2 separate regions of the Neogale vison genome follow, and region 2 is linked to region 1. A link is a contact called in public Hi-C data. All regions are on one chromosome and are shown on one strand. Each heading gives the region's core, a stretch centred on a gene start, on an enhancer-like site or on the middle of the called end of the contact. The rest is flanking DNA. Distances are from core to core; before and after follow the strand shown.

Evidence for each region. A called contact is a pair of places that touch in the nucleus more often than the background predicts.
Region 2: a Hi-C map of fibroblasts shows a contact between it and region 1, with 6 times the contacts expected there. The contact joins the promoter of KLF13 here to the enhancer-like site in region 1. A contact is called at or near these places in 2 of 3 Hi-C or Micro-C datasets (fibroblasts and muscle).

Annotation. Positions count from the first base shown.
Region 1 is chr13:131,482,002-131,488,395 of ASM_NN_V1, reverse strand. No RefSeq gene overlaps it. Among named protein-coding and RNA genes, the nearest start is that of KLF13, 91 kb to the left of the region's middle. Within about 2 kb of position 1,660, the one cell type or tissue checked has open chromatin away from gene starts, as enhancers often do. A contact at or near this core is called in fibroblasts, where this site is marked.
Region 2 is chr13:131,573,845-131,580,929 of ASM_NN_V1, reverse strand. KLF13 (Krueppel-like factor 13) reads left to right here and starts at 4,838. Exons shown (of 2, transcript XM_044230770.1): 1 at 4,838-5,803. The coding sequence starts at 5,212.

The DNA of each region.
Region 1 (6,394 bases), core at 411-2,910:
ATCCTAGGAAGGGACCAGGACTGGGAAGCATCTGATCTGAGTGATAGATACAAAAGGATCTGCTTTGCAATAACTTGCTAAGTTGAATATTTATATCCTAAACATTTTCTGGATGTATATTATATTTCACAATAAGGAGGAAAGATAGAAAAAAGGAGAGTGATTAGGGCAAGTGTGTGAGAACATGTACTTTTGCCGAAAAAGGAACGTTCGTGGAGGAGGAAGTGGAATTGAGATGATTTCCTCCCGGTTCTTCTGTGTGTTTAATAACCTCTTGCCCTGCCCCCACCCGCTGTCCTTGGGCTCTTTTTCATGCTTTCATGAGCTGGACCTTCCTGACCACTGGTCGTGGCTGCTTCCCAGGCAGACACGGCCTCTGACCTACACAAAAACCTCTGTGCTGGCCACCTAGACCAGACCCAGTTCTTTTTCTTTAGAGGACGTGTTTTTCTGCTTTTTTTGTGTGCAAGGTCATTTTAAAGATTTTGTTTATTTATTTGAGAGATAGCACGTGCGCGCGCGCGCGCGCACACACACACACACACACACACACACATCACAGGAGGGGGCTGTGCAGAGGGAGAGAAACAGGCAGACTCCCCCCACTGAGCAGGGAGATTGAGGCAGCTCCAGCCCGGACCCTGGATCATGACCTGAGCTAAATGCAGATGTTTCTCCGAGCTGAGCCACCCAGACGGCCCTGAATGCAAGGTCATTTTAATTGGCCGTCATGTATTTTAACTTTTACCACGTTGATGCTTGATTTTTTTTTTATTGCAAATCTTCTTGAGCTCGTATCTGTGACGCAGTTAAGTTACTTAGAAGTCCTTGGACCTTTCTGGGTCTTGCTTTTACGCCGCATCAGGTGGGTTTGGAGCTGTGCTCAGTCTAGGCAAATCCCTGAGTATGGTACCCAGTGCCTCGTGAATCCAGGATTCCAGTCTGGCTGGTGGGAGCTGTGGGTGGGCACTAGGCACAGCTCTCTATACCCTTAGGGTGGGCTTCACAGACATTCACCGAATTCTGGAACGGACCTCCGGCAGATGGTCAGGGCTCTCTTGCGGCAGCAGTCTCCTTTCTGGTCCTCTGTCCTGAACCTTCTAGTTGCCTTCGTCTTCCTGGACTTCCAGTCCTATCTTCTGAACTCAGGGAGTCCTCTCTATGCTACCAGGGTCCCTTGTCTGCTCTGCACCACTGAACGCTCTCAGACAGTGAGCAGCCTGTCATAGGACTCACCTCATCCGTTTTCCACCTCTCAGGGACCCACCGTCCTTCTTCTCCAGATGTTCTGCTGCCCACCCAGCTTGTCTGGTTGTGTCCTAGCGTCAGGAGGAAGGATAAATCTGGCTCCCGCTGCTCTGCCCTGGGTAGGCGGGGAAGGCAGAGAAGGTTGGTTTAAAAGTGGGAGTAATGACACCACGGTCCTCCGACGGGGGTGAGCTGGTAAGAATGAAAAGTTGAAGATGCAGAGAACGGAGGACTGGGAAGCAGTGTCCATGAGTGGCGAGTGGGGATATAGCTGCCCCACGAGAGAGAGGCTGGACCCTGAGGTAGGACCTCCCACTCCTGGGACAGGAGACAAGGCTCTGGGTACAGGGCAGGCAGGCGGAGGTCTCAGAATTTCTGTCTGATGCCTCTTTCTTTTCAGGGAGGAGGAGGCCAGAGGAGAGAAGAGATGGCCACGGGAGTGGAGGGCTAGTGGGCCAGGGGTACAGCAGCGCAGAGGCCCAGAAGGCCCGTGTAAGGAGCGCCACAGGAGTTCTGGACCTGCTCCGTGTTTCAGATCTCAGGCTGCTGTCCAGGACAGGTGCTCAGGTCCTGTGGGGATGATCACCATGGAAACACAACCCCCTGGGCTCACCCCATTGAGATTCACCTTCAGAAAAGGCTCCCCTTTTCTCAAGCCCCAGTGCTGGGCGAATCTGTCCGGGACCTGCCCTGCTGGTCCGCTTAGGGTCTGGCACCCCCAGGGTCTCGGTCCTGTAGGCCTCTCTGGGTAACGGGCCTGACAATAGCCTAGTGGTTTGAGAAAAGCCAGAAATCCTCAAACAGAATCTCTGTCCTGAAAGTCTCAAGAACCATGCGTCCAGACCAAAGAACAGGCATCTCTGCTGGGAAGATCGGAGTGACCTCAGCAACCACGCAGTCAGCATCAGTAGACCATTTACTAGAACGGTATAGACTGGGCTACATCCCTTCCCTTTCCTCTCTGGACTTCATCAGAGGCTATCCCTTTAAAAGCCGGAGGACAAGCCCCTGCGGGCATCTGGCTGCCGGTGGCCTAGCTTCTTGTGACTCGATGCTTTCATGACCTGGGACAGGGCCCAGCCACTGTCCCAGCCTCTCCTCTTCCCATATGTCTGGGCCACCTGTCTCCTTAGACCACAGAGGGGCCCTCTCACCCCTTGCCAGGCTGACCCCAAGGTTCTCTCAAGGTCTTTCTCTGTCCGAACACAACATGGGGTTATGGAATGCCCACATTTCCTTCTCCTATCCTTGTGCAGCCTTGGAGCTCAGACTACTGAGCCTCTGGAAGTCCCAGCGAACGTCAACTCCAAGACACACCCACACTGGGCACTCAGCCTGCAAGGTCTTCCTGAGCCCTTGGTCTGGATGCGACCCTGCCCCTGGGTGGTTGGAGGACAGCCAACTCCCGCTGACGTCCCGGGCTCTGAGCAGTGGAAGTTGACGCCTGGCCAGTCCCGGCAACCTTGGCACAGTCACCCCTTTGCTGTTCCTGTCCCTTGGGCAGGACAGTCTGGCTTTTTGGGGATGTCTGCCATGCAGAGTCTCCTGGCTTCAGATCACCAGAAACACAGACCCTCACGTTTCTTTTCCGAGAAGCTGCTACATCGTGGAAAGATTCTGTAGTGACTGAGGGAGGCTGGAAGGACGACAGACTGAGTCCCGCTCCAGAGAGATTCCCATCTGCAGGGCATGAAAAGCCCATTACCATCAGGACGACTGGGATACACAGCACCCGTGATGCTCACAGAGGGGGAGTACCCTGCGCCGGGCTCATGCTTCCCACCCATGATCTCGTCTCAGCCGGCAACTCTGATTATCCCCATTCTCTGGATGGGAGAAGGAGGCTCCGAGATTTAACGGACTTGCTCGGGCTCACACAGTTGGACGTGGAGCTGCGACATGGTAAAATGTCACACCAGCGACCACAAGGGACTGCTGCGAGCACAGAGGAGGTGGTGCTGAGCCAGAGTGAGCAGGACTTGGGATGAGGGCAGGAAGGAAGGACAGACGACAAACAGCACAGACCAAGGGAGGTACAGGGAGGTATCAGGGAGCTTGCCACAGACAGCCTGCACCTGGCGGTGGAGGGGTCAGAGAGTAGCGGAAGCCTCTGGCTGGGGCAGGACTGGGTCCTGTGGGTAAGCCATCGAGGGTCACAGGAGCGTCGTAGGGACTTCTGAGTCAGGGAGTGACAGGCTCAGAGCTGCCCTGGTTCCACAGGGCTGGCTCTGCGGGGGCCTGAAGCTGGTTATAACCAGAAATCAAAACCAGCCCGTTGGTGAGTCAGTAGCTGGGAGTGCACTGAGAAGCAGGCGCCTTCCCCTAGCCCTGCGGACTGGGCAGCTGCCCACGCCTCCCTGCCCCGGACCACAGCACTGGCCACGCCGACCGGAGGTAGCAGTCTTCGCTCGCCTGCCTGGGTCCAACCCGGCTGCCCTGGAGCAGCAGCCCGCAGGGGTGCCTTCCTGCAGGGGGTCCGCCCTCACTGTTGTGTCTAGACAGCAGACGCTCCAGTCCCGTGGGGGGTCGGGGTGGGGGGGACCGGCCAAAGCTACGTCTGAGCTCTTGTTCAAAACCACAGTCAGGGCGGGCTTGTCGGAAAATATTCCTTTCCCTGAGACATCGAGGCTCTGCCTCTTTGAATCAGCCCGGCCACTTCCTTCCTGTGTATATTTTACGCACGCCGAGGGACCGGGCGGGTTTGGTGTGTGTGCCTTGTTACTTCTTTCAAGTTTTAAGTCCATATTTTGTTCCTTTGTGAGTTGTAGGCTGGAGGCAGGCTGGGTCTTAGGGGCCTTTGTCACCGAGAAGGACACTGGGGACCCCTTTGCCTTTCTTGGAAAGTTACAAACCTCTGGTTGTGAAAGTGACAAGGGCGAGAGTCCCCTTTAGGGACACACTGAGCACACGGTGATAGCAAGCTTAATCTCCAAACGGCCTCAAGAAGCACAGAGGACAGGGAAGGGACATGAGGGACCAGGGAAGCTGGGGTGTTTGCCAATGTTTCCAGCCTCCCAAATCGAGGCTCTCTCCTGGACATCTCGGCAGCGTCCACAGCCACGCAATGCCTATGGCAGGTGCAGGACACAGTCCCCACCCCTGTACCTCCAGAGCCTGACCTGAAAGTGCCTATCGCCCACTTCCTGAGAAGTCAAGGGTACTTTGGCTCATTAGTTTTTCTTTCTTTTTAGGTAAACAGAACATAGGACCTTCTTAAACTTCTTTGGCTGTGACTCACAGCAGATGGTACAATTTACACGACAAGATCATACACACACGTATACATACATATACACACGTGTGTGCATGTACATGTCTATACACACCTATGTCTGTAATGGAAAACATTTTTTTAAAGGTTTTATTTTTATTTATTTATTTGGCACAGACAGAGACAGCTAGAGAGGGAACACAAATGGGGGAGTGGGAGAGGGAGAAGCAGACTCACGTTTTCCCGTGTATGTGCAGACATACACAGATGCATACCTACATCCGTGTGTGTGTGTGTCTGATACCATTTTTACAACTCTCAACCTACGCTAAGTGTGACACGCTCCGCGTGTAACACGCTCCCATTTTCAACTGATAACCTCCCACTGAGCTTATGTCTACACATTCGTGGGTCCCAATCTGATGTTTGGCAAACACTGAAAATAAAGGCCCCCGTTCAGAACTCAGTCCATTGTGTTTATCAGACAAGCTTATTGGGCCAGAAGCCTGGAGCCTGGATGTGCTTCTTTCTCATTCTTTTTTTTTTTTTTAAATTTATAAACATATTTTTATCCCCAGGGGTACAGGTCTGTGAATCGCCAGGTTTACACACTTCACAGCACTCCCCAATGTCCATAACCCCACCCCTCTTCTCCCAACCCCCCTCCCCCCAGAAACCCTCAGTTTGTTTTGTGAGATTAAGGGTCACTTATGGTTTGTCTCCCTCCCTATCCCATCTTGTTTCATGGATTCTTCTCCTACCCACTTAAGCCCCCATGTTGCATCATCACTTCCTCATATCAGGGAGATCATATGATAGTTCTCTTTCTCTGCTTGACTTATTTCGCTGAGCATGATACGCTCTAGTTCCATCCATGTTGTCGCAAATGGCAAGATTTCATTTCTTTTGATGGCTGCATAGTATTCCATTGTGTATATATACCACATCTTCTTTATCCATTCATCTGTTGATGGACATCTAGGTTATTTCCATAGTTTGGCTATTGTGGACATTGCTGCTATAAACATTCGGGTGCACATGCCCCTTCGGATCACTACATTTGTATCTTTAGAGTAAATACCCAGTAGTGCAATTGCTGGGTCATTGGGTAGTTCTATTTTCAACATTTTGAGGAACCTCCATGCTGTTTTCCAGCGTGGTTGCACCAGCTTGCATTCCCACCAACAGTGTAGGAGGGTTCCCCTTTCTCTGCATCCTCGCCAGCATCTGTCATTTCCACTGAGATCAGGAACACGGCAGGGATGTCCATTATCACCACTGCTATTCAACATAGTACTAGAAGCCCTAGCCTCAGCAATCAGACAACAAAAGGAAATTAAAGGCATCCAAATCGGCAAAGAAGAAGTCAAATTATCACTCTTCGCAGATGCTATGATACTATATGTGGAAAACCCAAAAGACTCTACTTCAAAACTGCTAGAGCTTCTTTCTCATTCTTGAAGGGACTTGGGTCCTGGAGGCTCCTCCCGCCCCCAGGCCACTATGGGGCTGCAGCGGGGTGGGTGGGAGGAGTTCAAGGTAGGACAGCGTCAGGTAACCCGGGGACCCACCAGGCAGGGGCATGGGGCCCTGGAGGCTCTGTTCAGAGAGGCGTGGCTGAGGGCTGCTGTGGCTCCCTGTGACCGTGGGGCCCCTTAATCAGGTGACACTGTTACCAGTCTGGGAAAGAACCCGAGGAGCCTCTTTTCATAGTCACTACCCTGTGGGGCACTTTGGGCAGGGTGGCGCTGAATATGCGGCTTTCGTCTTCCTGGAGCTCAACCTGCCCAGTGCTGCAAGGACTGGGGTTTCAAGCCTGCTGCAGACAAGGCCTTCTGGTGGGATCTGCAGCTGCAGGGCGGGGGTGGGGGGGTAGTGGCAGGGGGCACAGAGTACAGGCTGCTAGCCCAGCTGGCCGGGCGGTGTGGGTCACCA
Region 2 (7,085 bases), core at 3,589-6,088, 89 kb before region 1:
CCCTGTCCCTGGCCTCTAGATCCAGATTTAAAAGGCTCATGGAAGTGGGGCAGGCCCACTTGGGGAGGGGAAAAGTACATTTTGCATGTGGGGAAGAAGGCTCGAGTGACACCTCTGGGTCAATGCTCTCACTGTCCCTCTGCCAGGATGACCAGCATGTTCTAGAGAGGCTGCTCCATCAACCTGTCTGTCCCCGGGTGCCTCGCTGGGGACTCGTAGCTTGGCCAGAAATAAACCTTTGAGATCTGCAGGTTGTTCGTTCTGCAGAATGGCCCAGCCTCTCTTGACTGATACAGTCTATCTTACCCTTGGAAGGGTGTCCTCAGAGCTTCTGTCCTGCTCCAGCTTCATCTGGTTGCCCTCTGGGCCTCTCCCCTCCCTCTCATGTGGGGTGCTTCCTGGATCATGTGCCTCCCTCTTCATTGTTGGAGCTCTTCATCTTGGAAGCCTTATCTCTGGTAGCTTCCTACCATAAGAAACAATGTACGCAAGGTAAATTTTGTGGGACCTCGTGCATCTAAAAATATTTGGTTTGTACTCTGGGTGAAGATGGGAAAATAATTTTACTTTAGGTTGCCTGAGGCTTTGTTCCTTGCCTTCTAACTTCTACTTGTTGCTGTGGAGGAGCTCACAGACATTCTGACTTCTGACAATCTCGAAGTGACCTGCTTCTATTGTCAGGACACTTCTTGTCCCCATTATTCTGAACTTCAACAGCAATCTGCTTTTGGGTAGGGCTATTTTCTTCCCAGTGTGTTGGGCTCCCTGTGGGCCCTTTCAACACACATTCTTCACTAGTGGAAACTTTTCTTGGATTAATTCATTGATGACTCTGCCCACCCCTTGTGTTTTCTCTAATCATTCATTCAGGGTCCCTGTTTTTTGATCAATGCACTTTCTGGATGGTCCTCTAATTTTTTTTCTCTATTTCCCATCTTTGGTGTTCTTTTTTGTTCTACCTTTTTTTTTTTTTTAAAGATTTTATTTATTTTAGGGAGAGAGAGAGAGAAAGAACACAAGTGGGGTTGGAGCAGAGGGAGAGGGACAAGCGGACCCCATGCTGAGCACAGAGCCTGATGCAGGGGCCAATCCCAGGACCCTTAGATCATGACCTGAGAGGAAATCAAGAGTCAGATGCTCAACCGACTGGGCCACCCAGGCACCTCTTACTCTACTTTCCTAGGGATTTCCTCAACTTTACCCTCCATTTCCCCTCTTGAAGGTTTTCCCTTTCTGCTATCTTATTTTAAATTTCCAAGAGCTTTGTTAGTTCTCTGAATGTTTCTTTACATGTGTCCCGCTTTCATGGGTTGCTATATCTTAATTTCTTCAATGACATTATTAGTAGTTATGTTGACATGGACTTCTCTCTGTATAGTCTTTGTACATTCCAACTTGCTTTTGAAAAATTCCATTGGGGCTCTAGATTTCATGACACAGGGCTTTCCTGAGATGCCAGGTCAACTTTGGTTGTGTGTCAAAGACTGATTAGAAGCCCTATCCACACATGTGGGGCTCAAGAACAGTGGCCTTTCCTTTGGGTGATCTGGCATAGTTGTGCAACTACAGCTGCCAAAAAGTTTAGGTGTTTCCCTTGGCCCGGTCTGATGCCACAGAAAAGACCCTTTGTCTCCTGGCCCCTGCCATCTTAAATGCCAAAAAGGGAGCGGGGTTGGTCTCACCAACCAGTGTCTATCTGCTCATTTAATCCCCCCCTTCCTATTATGGCTCCTCTGCTGTCAACTGTGCCTGGGGTCTCCCAACCCAAGATGCTCCCTTATACCTTCTTTAGATAATAACCATCAGTCTTTTGTCAGGATGGGGAAGGCTGCACAGAGTTAGGGAGAGGATCTGGGCAACTCTGTACCTCTTAACCGAGCCTTCCAGTTTATTCTTAGGTTAGCCTCTCATTCACATTCACGTCCAGAGGTACCTAGTGCCACCTATTCGTGACGTTTCTGGATATTCCAAGGTATATTCCTGGCTCTCATTTCATGATTTCATTTTCTCCGGTCTGCTAAGTATTGTAGCTTCAAAAATTGTGGTGTTGTTACTTCTTCCCTTGCTCTCTCCATCCTTGGCAATTTCTGTCTTACAACAAACAAACTTACTGTTGTTCCGGGAGGCTCCGGAAATGAAGAGCCAGTCCACCATCTTTACCAGAAACCCCAGTCCTGAACCTCTTTACTCCCTAGGCACATCTTCATCTACTTCATCTGATCTTCCTGCTTTTTTATATTCTGTGCCTTCCACCTGATACTCGCCCCCCACTCACCCTCGTATATACAATGAGCTACCTCTGCCAGAATTCTGGTTAGCAAGAAAAACATGGACTCACAGCTCTGGGGAAGAGAAATGAATCTCTGGATACTGGAACCTACTTCTACATGGTAAAGGCTGCAGGGTCTGAGGCCTTCAGTGATCACCAGATGGGTGAGAAACCAGCCAAGGGGCTGAGTTTTGCATCTGGAATGCCACAGGGCACTCCTGAAACTCCTAGGGAGACAGCACTCAGCACTCATGGAGAGGCCTAGGGACTGCTCTGGGCTGTGGATGGAGGTGGGGTGTGTGGCAATGCAGAGGACCCTTGACCCAGGCTGACCTCCCCTCACCCAGAGGGGGTGTCTTGTCCATGGCTGTGTGGCCCAATGCCTAGAATAGTGCATACCTGTAGGAGGATGGCCAGTGTGAGTGTGCGGGCTGTGGGGGTGGGGTGGGGGGAGTAGTATCCCAGCAGGGATCATGGAGAAAGCCAAGAGATGTGGACTCTCAAAGACTGGGGCAGAATCCCCCACCCCAGCTGGAGGGGAATAGAGAGGGGATGGGTGCTGGTAAGTGACTGACTGCAGCACGTGGTGGGACTACAGGAACATTCTGCATCATTATTTGGTCAGAACACAAATCTTTTAAATGTCATCAACACAATCTGCCTGACAGAATGATTCCTTCCTGCAGGAGACCCTCTTAGAGGGCCCTGACCCAGATGGCCCTTACAGAGCCCACCACAGGGAAGCAGGCTAGTAGTCTTCCCACAGGGCACCAACTTGATCAGGGAGAGGGGAGTTTATTTAGAGTTTCGGTTACAGACACCCAGGGTGATCAATCATCCATGCCAGTTTACGGTTCCTCCTAGCAGGTAACAGAGAACGTCTCTCTCAGTTCCTTCTTCGTTACCTGGAAAGACGGTTTTTTCCTACCCAGGCCTCAAATTAATTTGGTGAGAAATGGCCGCTCTTAATTTTGTGCACAGGACGACCTCGCCCCACCCAGCCCTCTTCTCAGGTCCGTAGGGTTTGAGTGCCTGGGCTGCCATCACCCAGTCACCCAGCAGGGTCCCCTTGCGGCCGGCGGACACGTGCAAACCGTCCATGAAGGCAAACCACCCAGCGGGCTGACCCAGGCCTCCGCCTTCCGGTTCAGGGGCTGCCGGCGAGGGTCCGGAAAGGGTCTTGCGGCGCTTGATTCCGAAGCAGTAGAAAGTAATATACTGGCCTCTCCAGAGATGGTCTAGGCCTGCAGAAGGATGGTGGGGCCGAGGGGATGAGGGTGGGGGCGCCGGTGAGAGTCAGGGGCAAGTTGGCAGGGCCGGGACAAGGAGTACGCGGGCTGGGCGCCGGGGAGTATTTCCTTCGGGAGGCCCAGACAGAGGGTGGGTGGGGCGCGGTGGGCGGGGTCCTCGCAGCTGGTGGCGTTTGAAGCCTTCCCCACCGCCTTGGGAGAGGGGCAGCCTGGAGAAGTTGTTGGCAGCAGGCCGGGGCGGGGAGGAGGAAGGGGCCCCGCGTTCCCTGAACAGCGGCGCCGGTTGCACCAGCACGTAGTTCACTCCTGCAAGCACAGTACGCGGTGGGCACGTCACCCACGCTGGCAGGTTAGCCACTGTGTCCGACTCCGGCCGACACAGTCTCACCCGCAGCGCGATCCCCTCGGGGTCTCCGGCTGCTGGGTCGGGAAATCAGCCGGTCCTTCCTGCGGGAGCGGCCTCGCCCCACCCGTGACCTCGCTCCCAGCCGGGCCGCACCGAGGTCCGGAGCTGAGCAGAGGGAGAGGGCATGGAGGGGGGCGAGCGGCCTGCGCCTCGAGGTGCGGCCACCTAGGAACCCTGCTACGGCGGGGTGCCCGGGGAGTTGTTCCTCCCCCAGGCCAGGCCGGCAGCCCCACGCCCAGCCGGAGCGGACACGCCTCCCCGCCGTGCAAATGCCGCTCTGGAAGGAAAGAGAGAAGCGGAGGCGAGCCCCCACGGAGGCGCGCCCATCCCCGGCGCCCCTCACAGGCGGGGACGGAGGGACAAAGGGGCGCCCTCCCAAGCGCTCGCTTCCACTCCAGGGTTCGAGGCTGTCACCGTACAGAAGCCCTGGCAAGAAAATGCCCCGCGGGCTCCCCGCTGCTAGGGGGGTGGGGTCGGGTGGGGTGGGGTGGGGTGGGGAGCGGTCCCCGCGCAGCCACGCCCCGGTCCGCCGCCCTCGGACGTCCTGCGTCAGCGTGCCCGGCTCTCGGCTCAAATTTCCGCTCCTCCTCCCGCGGGCCAAGAGGGCACGCCCATTGGCGAGCACGGGCCCCCAGGCCGGGTCGGCCCCTCTGGCCGCCTGGATTGGTCCGACGGCCTACCGACGAACCAACGGCGTCAGCCCCTGTCCTAGGCCACGCCCCCTCCTCAGCCGCGGGCGCGCGACCGCTCTATCCTGATGATGCGCGCTCTGGGATCCCCGCCCCCTCCGCGCGCGCAGTTCCCCGCGGCCGCCGCCGCCTGTAACCTGCGCCGCCAGGATGTGGCTGGGGGCTGACGTCGGGTCCAGATGTGGCCCCGGCCCCGCCCACCCCCGGGGCCGGGCCGCCCACACCGAGCCGCGGCGCGCACGGCGGCTGTCCCGCCTGCCACAATGCGCGGCGAGGCTGCGGCCGCGACTTGGCGAGGTAGTCCCTAACGTCGCTGCTCGGCATCCTTAGGACAGGCCGCCCCTGACGCCGCGCGGGGACCCCACTGGCCCGCACCCTCCATGCGTTCACTCTTTGGTGCCCGGCCGGGCGGGCGCCTTGCGGACGCGGAGCCGCGCGGGTGACGGCAGAGGCGGCTGCGCGCCCAGCCCAGCCCGAGGAGAGGGCGCGCCGCGCCCCCGCCCCCCGCCCGCTCTCGGGAGGCCGTGGGTGCGGATGCGCCGCTGACGACTCGCAGCGACCAGCAGTGCCGCCGGCCCGCCGGCCGGAGCCCGCAGCATGGCAGCCGCCGCCTATGTGGACCACTTCGCCGCCGAGTGCCTCGTGTCCATGTCGAGCCGCGCGGTCGTGCACGGGCCGCGGGAGGGTCCGGAGCCCGGACCCGAGGGCGCGGCCACCGCTGTCGCCGCCACGCTGCCCCGCGTCGAGGAGCGCCGCGACGGCAAGGACAGTGCCTCGCTCTTCGTGGTGGCGCGGATCTTGGCGGACCTCAACCAGCAAGCGCCGGCGCCCGTCCCGGCGGAGCGCAGAGAGGGCGCCGCGGCCCGGAAGGCGAGGACCCCCTGCCGCCTGCCGCCAGCGCCGCCACCCGCCCCCGAGCCGGCCTCCCCTGGCGGCGAAGGTGCTGCGGCCGCGCCCCTCAGCCCCGCGTGGAGCGAGCCCGAGGCCGAGCTCGAGGCGGGGCTGGAGCCGGAGCGGGAGCCAGGGCCCGCGGGGAGCGGCGAACCCGGCCTCAGACAAAGGGGCCGGCGGGGCCGAAGTCGCGCCGACCTCGAGTCCCCGCAGAGAAAGCACAAGTGCCACTACGCGGGCTGCGAGAAAGTTTACGGGAAATCCTCGCACCTCAAGGCGCACCTGAGAACTCACACAGGTCAGTAGGGCCGCCCGGGCGCCCCGAGCGCGCGGACGGGGACAGCGCCAGCCACCGGGCCACGCCCCCGGAGCTGCCGGCGGGGCGGGAGGGGCGGTCGGGCGGGGAACGGTCGGGGCCTCGCCCCTTCCCCCGCCACACGGTCCAGTGGTCGGCCCCGCGCGCGGAGCGAGGCGGGTTCGGGAGCTGGGAGCCGGCGCCCGCCCGGCGACCGCGCCCCCGCCGGGCACGCCCCCTCCCTGGGCACTCTCGGGCGGGGCCGCGGGGGCGGATGTCGTCATCGGGGCTGCGGGCGTAGACCCCGCGGGGGGCAGGGGGGCTGCTGCGCGGGCAGGTGCGGGCGAACTGGGTGGGGACCTCGCGTGCTGCTCGGGGAGCTGGGCGGCGGGGGCGCCTCGGGGCCGCGGGGGAGGGGTGTCCTCGCCCCGGCCCCTCCCCCGCCGGCCTAGCGCGCTCTCGGGAGGGGAGGGGCCCGCCCGGCCGGGCCCGGCCCGGGCGAGCGGCGGGCGAAGTTCACGCGGGGACAGGGCTCCCTCCAGCCACTCGGCACATTCTTCGCTCTCCTCTTCCTGTAATTTTTCCAGCGTTCTAAGGTTTAATTTGTCGAAACCAGAGCCAGCAGCGGCCTAGGCGGGGGGCGGTCCGGGTTCTCCGCCGGAGGCTCTTTGTGGGAGCCCCGCCCATCCGGCCAGCGGGGGCGCGCCCGACCCGAGAGGGCTCTTAGGCCCGGGGGCGCTTTCTCCGGAAAGGAGCGCCCACTCCACAGCCGGTTCCTCCGCGCCGCCCTCTTCTCTGCGCTGTTCTCACCTGCCGGGCGGCACCTGCACGGGGGGCGGTCGGTCTCAGAGGACCATCGCCTGACCCCCGACCCCCGGGCAGCCCTCCCCTTCCCATGGGCCCGGAACCTCGTCGTTGGTGGTTTTTCGTTTTCTTAAACACAACGGTGGGATGCAACCTTTCTCTCCCAGTTTGGTCTAAAGAATTGTGTATTTTTCCTGGGCTCACGCCAACTCTTCTGTTACACTTAATTCTTCCACATTTGGACCAGGTTAAAAACCCGTATAAATAAAGTTGCCTTGTTACCAACGATTTAGACTTCACATTTATAAGGCAGTACAGAAACTGGTTAAAAGACTGGCGTAAAAACGGCATTCCTCAAGACCCTGGAGCTGAAAGACCCCTTTCTCCTGGTAAATTTGGAACTGAGCTGTCCCGAGGTCTAAAGGTGTCAAGACCGGCGGATTTCAGACAAACCTTTACCTCGGAGGCTGCCCCCGCGGTT